Regions from separate parts of the Oryctolagus cuniculus genome. Here region 1 is linked to region 2. Evidence: chromatin contacts called from public Hi-C data. All regions are on one chromosome and are shown on one strand. Each heading gives the region's core, a stretch centred on a gene start, on an enhancer-like site or on the middle of the called end of the contact. The rest is flanking DNA. Distances are from core to core; before and after follow the strand shown. Region 1 overlaps KCNAB1 (potassium voltage-gated channel subfamily A regulatory beta subunit 1). Region 2 overlaps CCNL1 (cyclin L1).

What was found. A called contact is a pair of places that touch in the nucleus more often than the background predicts.
Region 1: a contact with region 2 is called in a Hi-C map of psoas muscle, with 6 times the contacts expected there. The contact joins two enhancer-like sites. A contact is called at or near these places in 5 of 6 Hi-C or Micro-C datasets (ear pinna, embryonic fibroblasts, psoas muscle and 2 more).

Annotation. Positions count from the first base shown.
Region 1 is chr4:124,763,991-124,771,054 of mOryCun1.1, reverse strand. All of the region lies in intron 1 of KCNAB1 (potassium voltage-gated channel subfamily A regulatory beta subunit 1), which reads left to right. Among named protein-coding and RNA genes, the nearest start is that of KCNAB1, 46 kb to the left of the region's middle. Within about 2 kb of position 2,449, at least 3 of the 8 cell types and tissues checked have an H3K27ac peak or open chromatin away from gene starts, as enhancers often do.
Region 2 is chr4:123,698,224-123,704,656 of mOryCun1.1, reverse strand. CCNL1 (cyclin L1) reads right to left here. Exons shown (of 13, transcript XR_011388092.1): 13 at 1,337-4,082. Among named protein-coding and RNA genes, the nearest start is that of CCNL1, 25 kb to the right of the region's middle. Within about 2 kb of position 3,311, at least 4 of the 8 cell types and tissues checked have an H3K27ac peak or open chromatin away from gene starts, as enhancers often do.

The DNA.
Region 1 (7,064 bases), core at 1,200-3,699, 1.1 Mb before region 2:
ATGTTGCAGCACGACTTCCCTTCTCCCGAGTCCAGTCCTTGCTTCCCTGTCCTTGGAAGGAGACACCAGCCTTTCCTGCCGCGAGGCATCTGCTGGACACCCCGGAGACAGAGTTTCTCTTGCCCTTCCTGCTTTCATGGTTTACAGGGTTAACACAGCATGGACGTTGAACACGATAATTGCTCCCAAATTGAACTCACGATCCTCTTCCCAGCCTCCCTCTCCCCCACAAAACATCCTTGCCCCCACACATTCCTACGGCCCGTTCTTTTTAGGCAGTGCATGGTGCACTCAGAGCCGCTTGCAAACTAGCTATGACCATGACTGTGAAAATCAATAGCCTAGAAAAAAAAATGCTACCCATGCAGGGGGTTGCATTTAAGAAATGCCTACATGATTTATTTCAGACTGGCCTAATTTGGGTCAGTCACAGGGCCTGTGCTAATTTGCTCAAAGGCCTCTGGCTGTGTTTCTCCTTGCAGGAACACTTTTGGAGGTGCAGAACCTATGTGATTACTTGAAACCTGAGCTGGCTGCCGTGAGGGGCCTACAAGGCACAGGGAAAAGGGGCCTCTTGAGAATTTGCAGAATATGCTTGTTTCCCATGGAGTGGGGCAGAAATTCTAAATAAGTACATTCCAAAAGTGTCGGTTTAGATAGAACAGACTTCGGAATTTAAGCAGGAGTGAGTGGTGGCGCTGCTTGGACTTGAAATCACATTGGGGAGATAGAAATTCGATCTGTTTTGAAATCTCCGCTTGTGGTTTTCCAGGGTGGAAGTTGTATTGTTGTAGTGTAACAAAAACATTGGAAATTCAGGGCTTGAGGACAACACTACGTGACGCAAACCCATTTCCTCCTATAAAAGTTGTGGTCATAAGTTACATCTGAAAAAAAAAAAAAAAAAAAGAAGAAGAAGCATTTTGAAAGCTGATTTTCCTGACCAAAGGGCAGCCATGGGCTAAATGAGGTTTCGCCAAAGAGCTTTCTGAATTCACCTGCAGTTTCCAAGAATGCCACTAGGATGCACTATTCCATAAAGAAAAGAAACTCGGCTTGAAGGGCAGCTAGCAGGAGATCAGCACAAACGTAGATCAGAACTTAACTTTGAATCTGTGTATTTTCCTTCACTGGGACAATGGGAAATTTCATATAGTCAGAAAAAGAGAAAACATTATGCCTGGGGTTCTGAGAAGTCCTCATCCTATATCAGCCTTACGGTATTATAACCTAACCCAGGTAGATAGAGTTTTTTAAAGATTTACCTGGTTTTTTTTTTTTGGAAAGTCAAACAAAGGGGGAGACTGAGACTTTTCCATGCACTGGTTCATTCCCCAAATGGCTACAACCACCAAGGTTGGACCAGGCTGAAGCTAGGAGCCAGGAACTCCATCTGAATCTCCCACATTGGTGGCAAAGACCCAAGTACTGGGGTCATCATCTTCTGCCTTCTCAGGATGCCAATCCATATAGGTAGATATTTTGTAGATTACATTAGCTATGTCCAAGAGTTCCCCAGCACAGAGGATTCTAAGCCATAGTACACACGTCTGAGCATGACTGGTGGAGAAAGGATAGGTAGGTTTCTCACCCTCACCCTTCCTTCAGAGAATGTTCTGGAATGTGTGAAAAGGTTAGCTCACAGACCACCAATGTTCTCAAAACCAGGACCCTGCTGTCTGGCTCATGACCAGATTGGGAGGGATCCTTCCTCCTTTCTACCCACTGTTCATTTTCTGTTATCATGGGCTACCTCTCCAAGATGAATGCCTTTGCCTCCCCCAACAAGTGATTCCCCTGCCTGCCCTTAGCTAGGTATCAACTGAATCTCCCTAATATTTCACTGTGTCTGAAAAATACACATATCCACAGAAATGAATCTCGAATGGTGGGAGTCCAGGAGTAGAGGAGCTATTTTCAGAATTGCTATCTAGTTGTTAAGTCCAGCTCTTTTAAAACACTTTTTATTTAAAAAGTAATTTCAGACTTACAAGGTTCCAAGTATAATGTATATAAAGAACATCTGTATGCTCTTTATCCTTTAACATATTGTGAACATTTTGCCCATTTATTTTAACCTTTGCTCATGCTCTCACATGCTGGGTTCCTACAGCTCCCGTCCCCATTTGTTTTCCCAAGGCTTTTGAGAGTCATTTGCAAACCTCCCAAGCACAAGGATAGTCTCTCACATATCCTCTGTAAATTTTCATAATTTACATTAACTGGATACTTTAACCTACCATCCACATTCCTGTCAACCAACACAGTAATTCATGGCTTTTGTTGTATTTTTTCAAAGCCCAAGATCCAGAATTGAATCACATATGGAATTTTGTTGTCATTTCTTTTAGGTCTTGTTCAATCTGGATCAGTTCAGGCAGGACTAATTTTAGCGAGGGTGGCTGGGGAAGAGCTGTGACTAGCTGCACGTCCGCCTCTGGTTGGGAGGTGGCGCTGTGGGCTGTGCAATCACTGGGTGTATTCCAGGATCTCCTGGTCCAAGCTCCAGCTCCGGGGTTAAAGACTGTGTTCCAGGGCTACCCAACAAGGTCTACACATGTTTTCATCTGGAATGTTAGGTCCCAAGCTGAGGAGGCTCTCAAGGGTATGCCGCCCTTGTTGAGCCACGTAAACTCTGTCATCAGCGTTCGTCTGCTCAGCATGTCCACTAGGGTGTGGGTGTTGGTGGTGGCTGTGTCAAAAGTCTCCAGGAATGCACGGGGTAGTAGAATAAGGGTCTCTGAGTACTGGGAGGGGTGGCAGGGTGGGGGCAGGGAGCACAGAAGCAGTTAACACAGGACTGTCCCACCCCTATGTCAGGTTACCATGAAAGAGCTGGGCAGGAAACCACTCCAAGAGGCTGGAGCTGCCAGCTTATTCCAGGCTGGTCTTTGGACAGATGAGAGTATGCGTTCTGGCCTTGGTCCTGGTGAGCCCACTGTGGGAGGGGTTGAAACCACCAGGGAGATGCTCAGTGGGTTGTCTGTAGTCATTTTTCCCTACATGATATTCCTCCTAATTTGTTAAGGCAGAATGAGACAGAGGCTTTGTCGCCTTGGGTGTGGAATGTGCCGCTCATTAGGCATGGATGCGCTTGCTTTAGCATTTGAAGGGTGTGTAAGTAAGGGGTCAGTGATTCAGCCTGCTTGTGGAATTTCACAGCTCTTGGCATGCAGTGACAACACCTGCAGGCTGAGGCCTCTTGTTTCCTGAACCAACCACTGGCTAAGACTAGCACCTCTCTCTGCAATTTCCCAAAAGGTTCCCATTGTAACTTCTTTGTGAGATTGTTCAATTAGCTCCTCCTTCCACTCTTCCTTGTTTATTTCTATGTTATCTGTCTTTCCTGCTGGAGTATGAATTTCATAAGAGCAGGGATTTTATGTGCATGGTTAATTGTTGCATTCCTGCAATCTGACATCTAGTGTAGAACTTAGTAAATATTTACTGAATCAATGAATTATTAAGCAGGAGTATAACAAAGAAGCCTTCATTGTTTGCTGGAAGACAATCTGCTGGATGATCAGACACAGAGAATTGCTCCACCAGCCCGTAATCTCCCTGCCTCTTACTTCCTGATTTTCTCTCTACTAAAAACAGACCGGTACTTGATGGCATTATTGTTATAGGACATCAGTCCTTAAATCTTGGAATTCAAGAAACTTTGATGATGCTATATTCTACTTATAGGAATGTCATAGCCCACTTTATTTCTGTTTCTTCTTAGATATCCAGCTTGTTTCACTCTTTAGTCACTCAGCTGCTAAGTGTATGATATGTTATTTCATGTATCAACTTGCCTGAGCCATGGGCTGCCTAGACATTTGGTCAAAACATTATTCTGGGTATGTCTGCCAGGGTGTTTGGGGTAATAGTAACATTTCAATCAATGGAGTGAGTCAAGTGGATTACCATCCCCAGGGTAAGCCTGCATCATTCAGTTATGCATTCAAGGCCAGAATAGAAAAAAAAAAGGCTGACTAGACCATGACTAGAAGGGAACTCCTCCTACCTAACTGAGCTGGGATATCCCTTTTTTCCTGATTGCAGACTTGAACTTGACACTGCCAGCCTTGCCAATTCTCAGGTCTTTAGATTTGTACTGAAACAGACCATCCACTCTTCCCGGCCTCCCACTCACCAACCGCACCTCTTAGGTCTTCTTAGCCTCTAAAGTCATTAGCCAATTCCTCTTTTTTTAAGATTTATTTTATTTATTTGAAATACAGAGTTACAGAGAGAGGCAGAGATAGAGAGGTCTTCCATCTGCTGGTTCACTCCCCAGATGGCTGCAACGGCTGGAGCTGTGCTGATCCAAAGCCAGGAGCCAGGAGCTTCTTCTGGGTCTCCCACGTGGGTGCAGGGGCCAAAGAACTTGGGCCATCTTCTACTGCTTTCCCAGGCCATAGCAAAGAGCTGGATCAGAAGAGGAGCAGCCGCGACTCGAACCAGCACCCATATGGGATGCCAGCACTTCAGGTCAGAGCTTTAACCTACTGCACCTCAGTGCCAGCCCCATGAGCCAATTCCTTGTAATAATTCCCTCTCCCACTCTCCATTCCCCCCTCTTCCTCTCTGTGGTCCTGTTTCTCTGGAGAATGCTAATACAGATTTCTCACTACACTTTCCTCCAGAAAGTTCCCTGTGGTACCACTGTCCAGCCCCAGCCTTATTGGGTTCTTGAGTTACTTTGACGAGAAGAGGATACTCATGGGTTTCCCTCAGGCTGCGTTCCTTATTTCTGCTCAGTGTGGTGTTTCCCGAAGGATATTCTAGAAGGTGGCAGATTAGTGTCTAATACGCTCAAGTCACAGAGCTGTGGACTTATCCTTTTTCAACATTCTCATCACCAGCTCTTCATCCCCTTCCTACTGTTTGTCCATCAATCCTTTTGACTCACCATCCTTAAGTTCACTCTGCTTATAATTCTCTACTTCCATATCACTACAAGAGGGGTCATCATCTGATTGTGACAACCAGGTATCATGTCCCAAAAGGTGGAGGAGAAGTCCGGAGGGTCAGCTCTTCTGTTAGGATTTCAGGTTGACCTGTCTCCTAGACAAACACATTAGAGGATATTTTCCCTATTCAGCGGTTATGGATGACTGTTAATTCTTTATTATTATTTTTTTGACAGGCAGAGTTAGACAGCGAGAGAGACAGAGAGAAAGGTCTTCCTTCCATTGTTTCACCCCCCCAAATAGCCGCTACAGTCAGTGTGCTGCACCGATCCGAAGCCAGGAGCCAGGTGCTTCTTCCTGGTCTCCCATGCAGGTGCAGGGCCCAAACACTTGGGCCATCCTCCACTGCCTTCCTGGGCCATAGCAGAGAGCTGGACTGGAAGAGGAGCAACCGGGACAGAATCCGGTGCCCCAACCGGGACTAGAACCCAGGGTGCTGGTGCCGCAGGCGGAGGATTAGCCTAGTGAGCCATGGCACCAGCCTGTTCATTCTTTAAAAAAAAAAAAAAAAGATTAATTTATTTGAAAGACAGAGTTACAGAGAGAGGTAGAGACAGACAGAGAGGTCTTCCATCCGCTGGTTCACTCCCCAAATGGCTGCAATGGCCGGAGCTGCACTGATCTGAAGCCAGGAGCCAGGAGCTTCTTCCAGGTCTCCCACATAGGTGCAGGGACCCAAAGACCTGGGCCATCCTCCACTGCTTTCCCAGGCCACAGTAGAGAGATGGATCAGAAGAGGAGCAGCCGGGACTAGAACAGGCACCCTTGTGGGATGCCAGCACTTCAGGCCAGGGCTTTAACTCACTGCGCCACAGTGCTGGCTCGGATGATTGTGCATTCTAAGGATACTATCTTGTTTTTGGTACAGATCAGATTTTTCCATCAACTATCTGGCCTACAATGAAGGAACTTCTAGCTGGTGATCAGCAGTTACAGATGGACCTTGGAGCTATAATCAAGTGTATGGGTTTTCCCAAAGAACAGCCCCACTCTCCCACCTGTAAAGACTCTGACCCATTCAACTCAATAGAAGTCAGCGTTGCTCCTGAGATTGGGCAATGGTAATAGAAGAATCGGATCTTTCCACTTTAGTTGCCAGCGGGAACCTGAGTGAGACTCAGTCATGTGGACAGAGTCCATCTATTTTCTTTCTGCACCTCCCTCACCAGCAGTTTCTCTCCAAGGGGCTTCCATTTCTGACCTCATGTTCACTATGTCTTGGTTTCTAGATTACAGTACGTGTTTTATAATATGCCTACTATGTATGTCTCATGACTATTCCAATCAAATTGTGTAGTGATCCGAAACACATTCTCCTAGGAGATGTCAGATTCACATAGCCAAATCGACTAATGCATATTTTATAAAACATTGGTAACACTGGGAAGTTATCTTGTGCAACCACTAATCCTCTTTGCTGTTTTGTATACAGAATCTCCTTTTATTGAACAATCGATTTCCTTCTTTACAAGTATAGATTCATCCTTCCATTCAGCAGCTGCTAACCAAGTGCTCACTTTGCATCCTGCACAATTCCAGACACTGGGGAAACAGCAGTGAAGACACAGACTAAGTTTTAAGTTTTCTTGAGAATTTCATTCTAGTTGGTGTAGGCAGATAATAAGCAAAAAAGATAGCACTTGAGAAAGGATAAGTCCTCTGTAAAAGCACAAAGCACAGATGGAGGATGAGTGTGTGTGTCAGGGAAAAGCCAATTTTAAATATTGTGGCCACCGGAGGCCTTGATGAGAAGACAGCCGTGGAATGACAACCTGAAAGAAGTGAACAAGACAATTGCACACGTTTCTGGAGGAGGGTGGCAGAGGGAAAAGCATATGCAAAGGCTTAGAGCTAAATTCTGTAAGAAGAAACTATCGAGTAACCAATGTGGTAAGAGAAGAGTGAACAAATGGTAGACTAGCAAGAACTGGCCATATGGGCACAGGTGACTGCTTTCATGTCTCATCCCCACAGAGGTCATGTTGATGCCATGTGGCTCAAGGCCCCCACCATAAACTGAACATTCAACATGACCTAAAGCTCAAAGTATAGAAAGGCATTGTTGGGGGCAGGCGCTGTGGCATAGCGGGTTAATCCTCCGCC
Region 2 (6,433 bases), core at 2,062-4,561:
GCCCACCCTCCCATCCACCCGGCTCACGCACGTGGTCCAGGGAGCGCGTGAACAAAGGCATGCTTGGCCCCGAGGGAGGCTGGGGCAGGGGCTGGCGCGGAATGTGCCGGCCCTCCCCGCCGGGCTGCGGAAGGCCGCGCCGCGCCGCAGCGGGGGCTGCAGGGCTGCTGCCCCCCGGCGGTGGTTCCGGAGCCGGCGCGGCGACCTCAGAGCTGACCCCTCGGAGTCGCCACCTGCCTTGGAGGGAGGAGCAGCCGGGGAGAGTCTGACAGCCCGCCTCTGCCGCGGGGAGCCCCTTCCCTGGCCCCTGAGTGGAGCAGTGAGCCCCACCCCATCCGCCGGCTTCCTGGGCCTGATGTTGTGAGAAGCAAACATTACACTCTCCGAGGAGACGCTGGGCGAAGCTGGAGGTGCCGGTTGCACCCCCGACCTCATTTCCCATAAACATTCGTGACCTCGTGCCGCCCCCTAGTGGCCAAACTGCTCCTCACCAGTCATTTCCGTTCAAATCATAAGAAAATTTTAAATAACGAAAGTAATGAATAACAATACATAGTAATGGTCCAGCCCTATTCTTTTCGTTTTTATATTGTAGTGCAACGTATAAATTAACTATATTTTTTTGACCGAGGAAAGGGCCCATGGAGGCAAAAGTGCACGATGCGGACCTTGGAACCAAAGTGGGAGGCCTTGGTGGCCGCCCGGCCGCTGGCGGCTCCTCTGAGCCCTCGGAGCCGCCGCCTGCCCGGGCCTCGCCGAAAGGGCCCAAGCAGGGCCCAGCCGGCACACCGGCCGCTCCTCGGGCCCCTGGCGGCTGCAAGGCGTGTGTTAGAGGCGAGCACTCGGGGACTATGTTCGTGTCTGCCTCGTGCGGCCTCACGGGCTGCTCCCCTCAGCCCTGGGCGGGGGGACTGTCCTTAGTTCCCCATGAGGAACTCGGGGTCCCAGGTCACATGCCGCGAGGAGGGAAGAGCTGGAACCCAGATTCTGACGTCAAACCCCGCAGTTTCTGAGTTCCACACCGGGTGGGCCCCCATCCTGGCGGCGCCAGGAGGAAGTACGCACGGCAGGGAGCAAATGCGGCAGAACCGGACCCAGGGGCCACCATCTGGTCACCATGCACCCGGACCCGCGGAGAGGCCCTGCTCCAGCCCCGGGCAGGTTCTGGGCTGCAGAGCCTTTCCGTCTCTCTCCCCTCAGCAGCAGCGTGGGCGGAGAACGGTGGGACTGAGGAGGGTGCTGTCCACTTGGTGCCACCTGTCCGTCTTGCTTGAGCGAAGCCCGAAGCACGACAATGAACCACACTCAGGTCAGAACACGCTCTTACAAAACACACTTTTTTTTTTTTTCCCAAATTTATTTGTTTGATAGGCAGAGTTACAGAGATGCAGAATCAGAGAGAGAGACAGTTCTTCCATCTGCTGGTTCACTCCTCAAATGGCCACAACGGCTGGAGTTGGGTAGTTCTGAAGCCAGGACCTGGGCCATCTTCTACTGCTTTCCCAGGCCATAGCAGGGATCTGGATCAAAAGTGGAGCAGCTGGAGCTCGAATCAGCGCCCATATGGGATGCCGGCACTGCAGGTGGTGTCTTTAGCCGCTACCCGCAGTGCTGGCCCCAGAAACTCCCATTTCATAAACATCCCTTGTATCGATCACACACATCATCTCGTTAACCATCGCAAAGACCTCATGAGGTCAGGATTATTTGCCTTGTTTTACACAAACACATGGAATAAATGAGGTTCAGAGGTTTAAGAGTCTTGCCCAAGATCCCAAAGCTCATTAGCAGAGAACATATTCAGGGCACGCTGAGAGCTCCAGCATATGTCACACCCACGAAACTAGAGCTTGCCTGGCCAGGGACACTTCTGGACGCTTCTCTGCTTTGGGGCGGAAGAAGTCCCCAGCGCCGTCTTGGGTGCGTGCCTGTGGTCTTCCATCACCTGAGTGATCCGATCGCTGAGTCACAGAGCTTTGCCTGCGCCCAGAACTGCCCCTTGTGTACCCCGCCCTCCACTGCACACAAAGGCCAAGTCATGACTACGTCAGTCCCGCTGGCCTCGGGCGGCCGCCACGCACATCTAGGCAGCTGTGCAGAGAAGGGCTTAGAGCCAGGGTGACCTGGGTTTCAATTCCACCTCGGCTACATTTGCACAGAAAACCACCCAGCTTCTAGGATGGTGATGGGGGCGTGGCGAGGTGGAGCAGAGGTTAGAGTCCGGCTCACCTGGTCTTCGCGTGCTAGGGCCGTTGCTGGTACCTGGCAACCCTGAGTCCGGGAGCCCCCACGGGACCCAGGCGCCTCCTCAAATTCCCTCCCACACACAGCTCTGTGACTTCCTGAAGGCTCTGGCCTGCAGCCAGGGAAGCACTGTGAAATCAGAAGAATCCAGTGAGCCTGTGTGGGCACCAGGCTGCTGTTCTCTCCTCTCTGACATATCATTGCTAATAACCTAGCATTTCCTCATATAGTGCTCACAATAGCCCAATTCCCAGTTGGCCCGTGCAGAGACACATCACGAGTGAGCAGCCAAGCGGACCTGGAAGTCCAGTGGCGATTCCCAGTGCCCTGCGTCCAACCTCCACACCCTGCTGGTCACTGGACTAATGAGGCGTCCCCCCAGGCATGAGACGGGACGGCACCCCCAAGGCTGCAGCAGAGAGCACGGACTAGGCTCTCGTGCTTGCTTTCCTGGCCTTTTCTGCGAGTGAGGAGACAGGTACAGCCTTCCTCTGTCCGCACAGGAAGTGCTCCGTCAGTATCTGAGGAATCAGCAGCAGGAGGGTAGGTGTGGTGAGCTCAGCAGCAGGAGGTGCAGGGAGCGCTAGACCAGGAAGGGGTGTGCCCAGGAGGCAGACGGTCAGCGCACCAAAGCTGTGGGCAAGTTCTGGTTCTCCCGGGTCCTGTTCTGCATGCTAAGGTGCCGCTCTGCTGCTCGGGAGGCATGAGTCCATATCGAGGCTTTAGCTCCTACGTACCCCTTGCGTCACAATGAAAGGCTAACCCGGGGAAGATGCCCACGGAGCATGGGTCACTAGACAAAGCACAGAGGAGTGGCCAGCACCGGGAAGGAGAGGCGGCACGCCCCTGATGACCCTCCGGCGCTGAGTCAGTTTGACAGCCACTCACTGGTGGTTGTGGTGCCTCAGGGGTGGATGCTGGGGTGGGCAAGAGGTGGCGTTGCTAAGATAGTCCAGGCCCACACCCATGCCCCGTGGCTGCCCCACCCGTGCCCTGGTCTGAGTCAGGCACCAGCAAATGGAAAGCGTTTCTTAGAAGCGGGAGGAGGCCTCCGTAGGGCCAGCCCTAGCACGGGTCTGATAGAAAGCCTCCAAGCCATCCTGGCACAGTTCAGCCACAATGCAGCCTCACCAGCACAGGCTGCAAGGGGAAGGGTTATTGAGGGGCATTCATTTCTATTATCAAGATCGCATGGGCCGAGGCCAGGGGCACCCAGGCCAAAACAAGCAGACCTTGCCCGGGCACCATCCCCAGGCTCTGGTCTCACTGTTCTCTCCCAGTGTGCCCCAGCTCAACTGATGCGCCTTGACTGCGATGGTCAGTGCGACCCAAATAATTACCGCCACACACCCCGCTCCCACTTTAACCGGTTCTGTTTATGGCCGTCGCCTTGCTTCCAACGCAGAGTGAAACAGGATGGGTTTTTGTTTTTGTTTTTGTTTTCCTCCCACAGGGTGGAGTCACTGAGTCCCATCTGCTGGGGAGTTGGTTGTTTAAACACCCCGCCCAGTGCTGCAGTTTGCTCTGCTCTTCCTAAGAGCAGTCCCAGTCCAGACTGCAGGTCCTTGTTCGAGTCCACTGTGACCAGCTGAATGGGCCGCAATTTGCAAGAGCTAGTTAAGGTCCTGCTTCCATCACCAGCGTCTCCCACGGCCTCCTGAAATGGCAACACGGTTCTTTGGCCTGTCCACACGTTCATCATCAATGAATATTTAGGAAGTGCTCCCACCACAGTTGCTTGCCAGTTCTGAAGCCAGATAAGAGATTTTATTTTTTATTCTGTTGCACAGGGGGTTTAGTCAGTAAACTGAGTTTAACTTCTGAAAGCCTTCCTTTTCCTGGAAAAAAAAAGTCAATTTGGTTTTCCACATGAAAGAGTAAAGCTTTTGCCAATGCACAGGATTCCTCCAATGATCCTCTTGGTTTCCAGACAGCACTTGTTCTCCGAAACCCCCAAATTACGTTATTTCTTGTGCTAAAAACACTTAAACGTCAGTTGAACACTGGTTGAACTGGTGACTTGTGGCCACTTGTGAATCCAACAGATGGTTTCATTTTGTCTGGCCCATGCTCTCGCCTTGCATCCACTCCACCCCAAGAGCAAATCATGCAGAGACAGTATTGCTAGAATGACTCACCGAGGGAGTCCGGCCCTCACCAGGGTTCAGCCTCGGCCTCGCACTTACCGCTCATGGTGAAGGGAGCGTGGGGGACAGCCTGCCACCTCCCCAGCTTGCACCCTGATGGGAACAGGAGCTGCTGAGCTCCCGAGTGTGAGTGCGTGGTGGGAACAGCCTGTCAGGTCCTGAATGGCCCCAGGGTTCTTGGGCACTAAACGCCATGTTATGTCCTTTCCAATGTGAAAATGCTCTGGGTTGTGCACTTGGCATTTGATTCTTGTTTGAGACACGGTGAACCCGACTGCCCCAAGAAAGTCACTCCCTGGGAGTCAGATGCGAGGAAAAGGACATTAAGCATTTCAGGCCTCTGGGGAAAGTGTTCACATCATCAGGAGCTTCCAGGGGGCTGGCTGGCCTTGATCTCAATGTTCTCAGTGCCTGACACACTGTAAATACCCCATAAATATCTGTGAACCCACTTCAGTTCATCTCGGCCACCAACAGTCATTCACTGCGCATTAACTGTTTTGGCTCCCTGGTAAAGACTCAGGATATAAACAGTTGACAGGGACAGTCTGGGCTCTGGAGTTTAGTTGCAGAAATAGGCCAGGCACAAGACACCACACCGGCCAGCACCCAGAGGTATGTCTTAATTCCTCAGGGGACAACACAGGCTGCGGGAGGACTCCCTCCACCAAGGTCTTGTTGGGGGTGGGGGGTGGGGGATGTCAGCTTTTCTGATTGCTGGGAATTAGGCTGCAATTTAAGGAAGTGAGAATAACAAATGTATCGAGTACCCCCCCCCCCATTCTGTTCCAGGGTCTCTCTACATATGTTACAGCTTCTCACCACACTGGAGAGGAGCCCAGCCTTCTTCACACACACAGGCAGAGACTGAGCCTCTGAGGAGTTGAGCAGTTCTCAGCGTGGTCAGAGTAGGAGGGCCAGACAGCCTAACTCCAAAACCCACGCCCCGTCCTCCACCGCTCGCTAGGAGCAGCAGTCTCCAACCTGGTCAGGGACCTTGAGACTTAACTGGAAGCAGTCTCCAAAACAATCAGTTCTACTTCCAGGAAGCAAAGGCCAAGCAGGGCAAAGCAGATGCCCTCCGGCTCTCCAAGCACAGCCCTGAATAGGGAGGGGATGGAGCCCCAAGGGTACTGGGATTGATCTCAAGACCTGGCTAGCTTGCAACCACCAAGAGCAGACAAGGCTAAGGCTTGGGTGTCTGCAGGCCAACTAGGCAAGTTCCCAGGAGCCCCCACGTGGAGCTCTGAAAGACCTGATGACTCCCATCCTGTTGTGTGGATACTTTATCACAACCTATTTCTCCCACCACTGGCTTTCGAAAGATGTAAAACGAGTTAGTAATTGTGAAACAGAATGGCATCTGGTGTGTAGTGCTTATACAAATAGGGCTGTTGCTATCTTTATTCTTCTGCCAGCAGAATTTAGCAAAGGCATGCACCTTTAGAGTTCTTATCAAGGGTTCAAGTCTGAGTCAAGGGCCTAAATGAGGCTTAATTGGGCATATATAAAACTGCTGGCATTCCTTTGTAAACACAAGTTCTTATTGTGTTCAGAATAAGGCTTGGGGATCAGCTTTCTGAAAGGAAACTTGGAGAGAGATCACATGTAATCAAACAGTGGCCTCTAGTGGCAGAAGTGCTTATTGCTGACTTATATTGCAAACTACAGAAAGAGCAGATCGCCAGAGCAGGGAACTGATCTTGCATGGAGATTTGTCGTGGAGGGGAAAAACAGTTGTCTGGAAACTGCAGCCAAGAGAAGCCCTATGCATTGGCAGTGTAGTCACTGTGAATCTAAAAGTCACTTCATGCTCTCTGAAGCCAGTGCTGATGCTCCCAAAGAGCTGGCTAAACACACCTAGAGGAAGCACAAATGGTGTGAATGTTTTAGAAAGTCACAACAGGGAAAGAAGTCTTTAAAATGTTCATCTTGGGGCCAGCGTTGTGATGCAGCAAGTTAAGCCGCTGCCTGCAATGCAGGAATTCCATATCGGAGCACTGGTTCAAGTCCCTGTTGCTTCCTGCTAATGCATCTAGAAA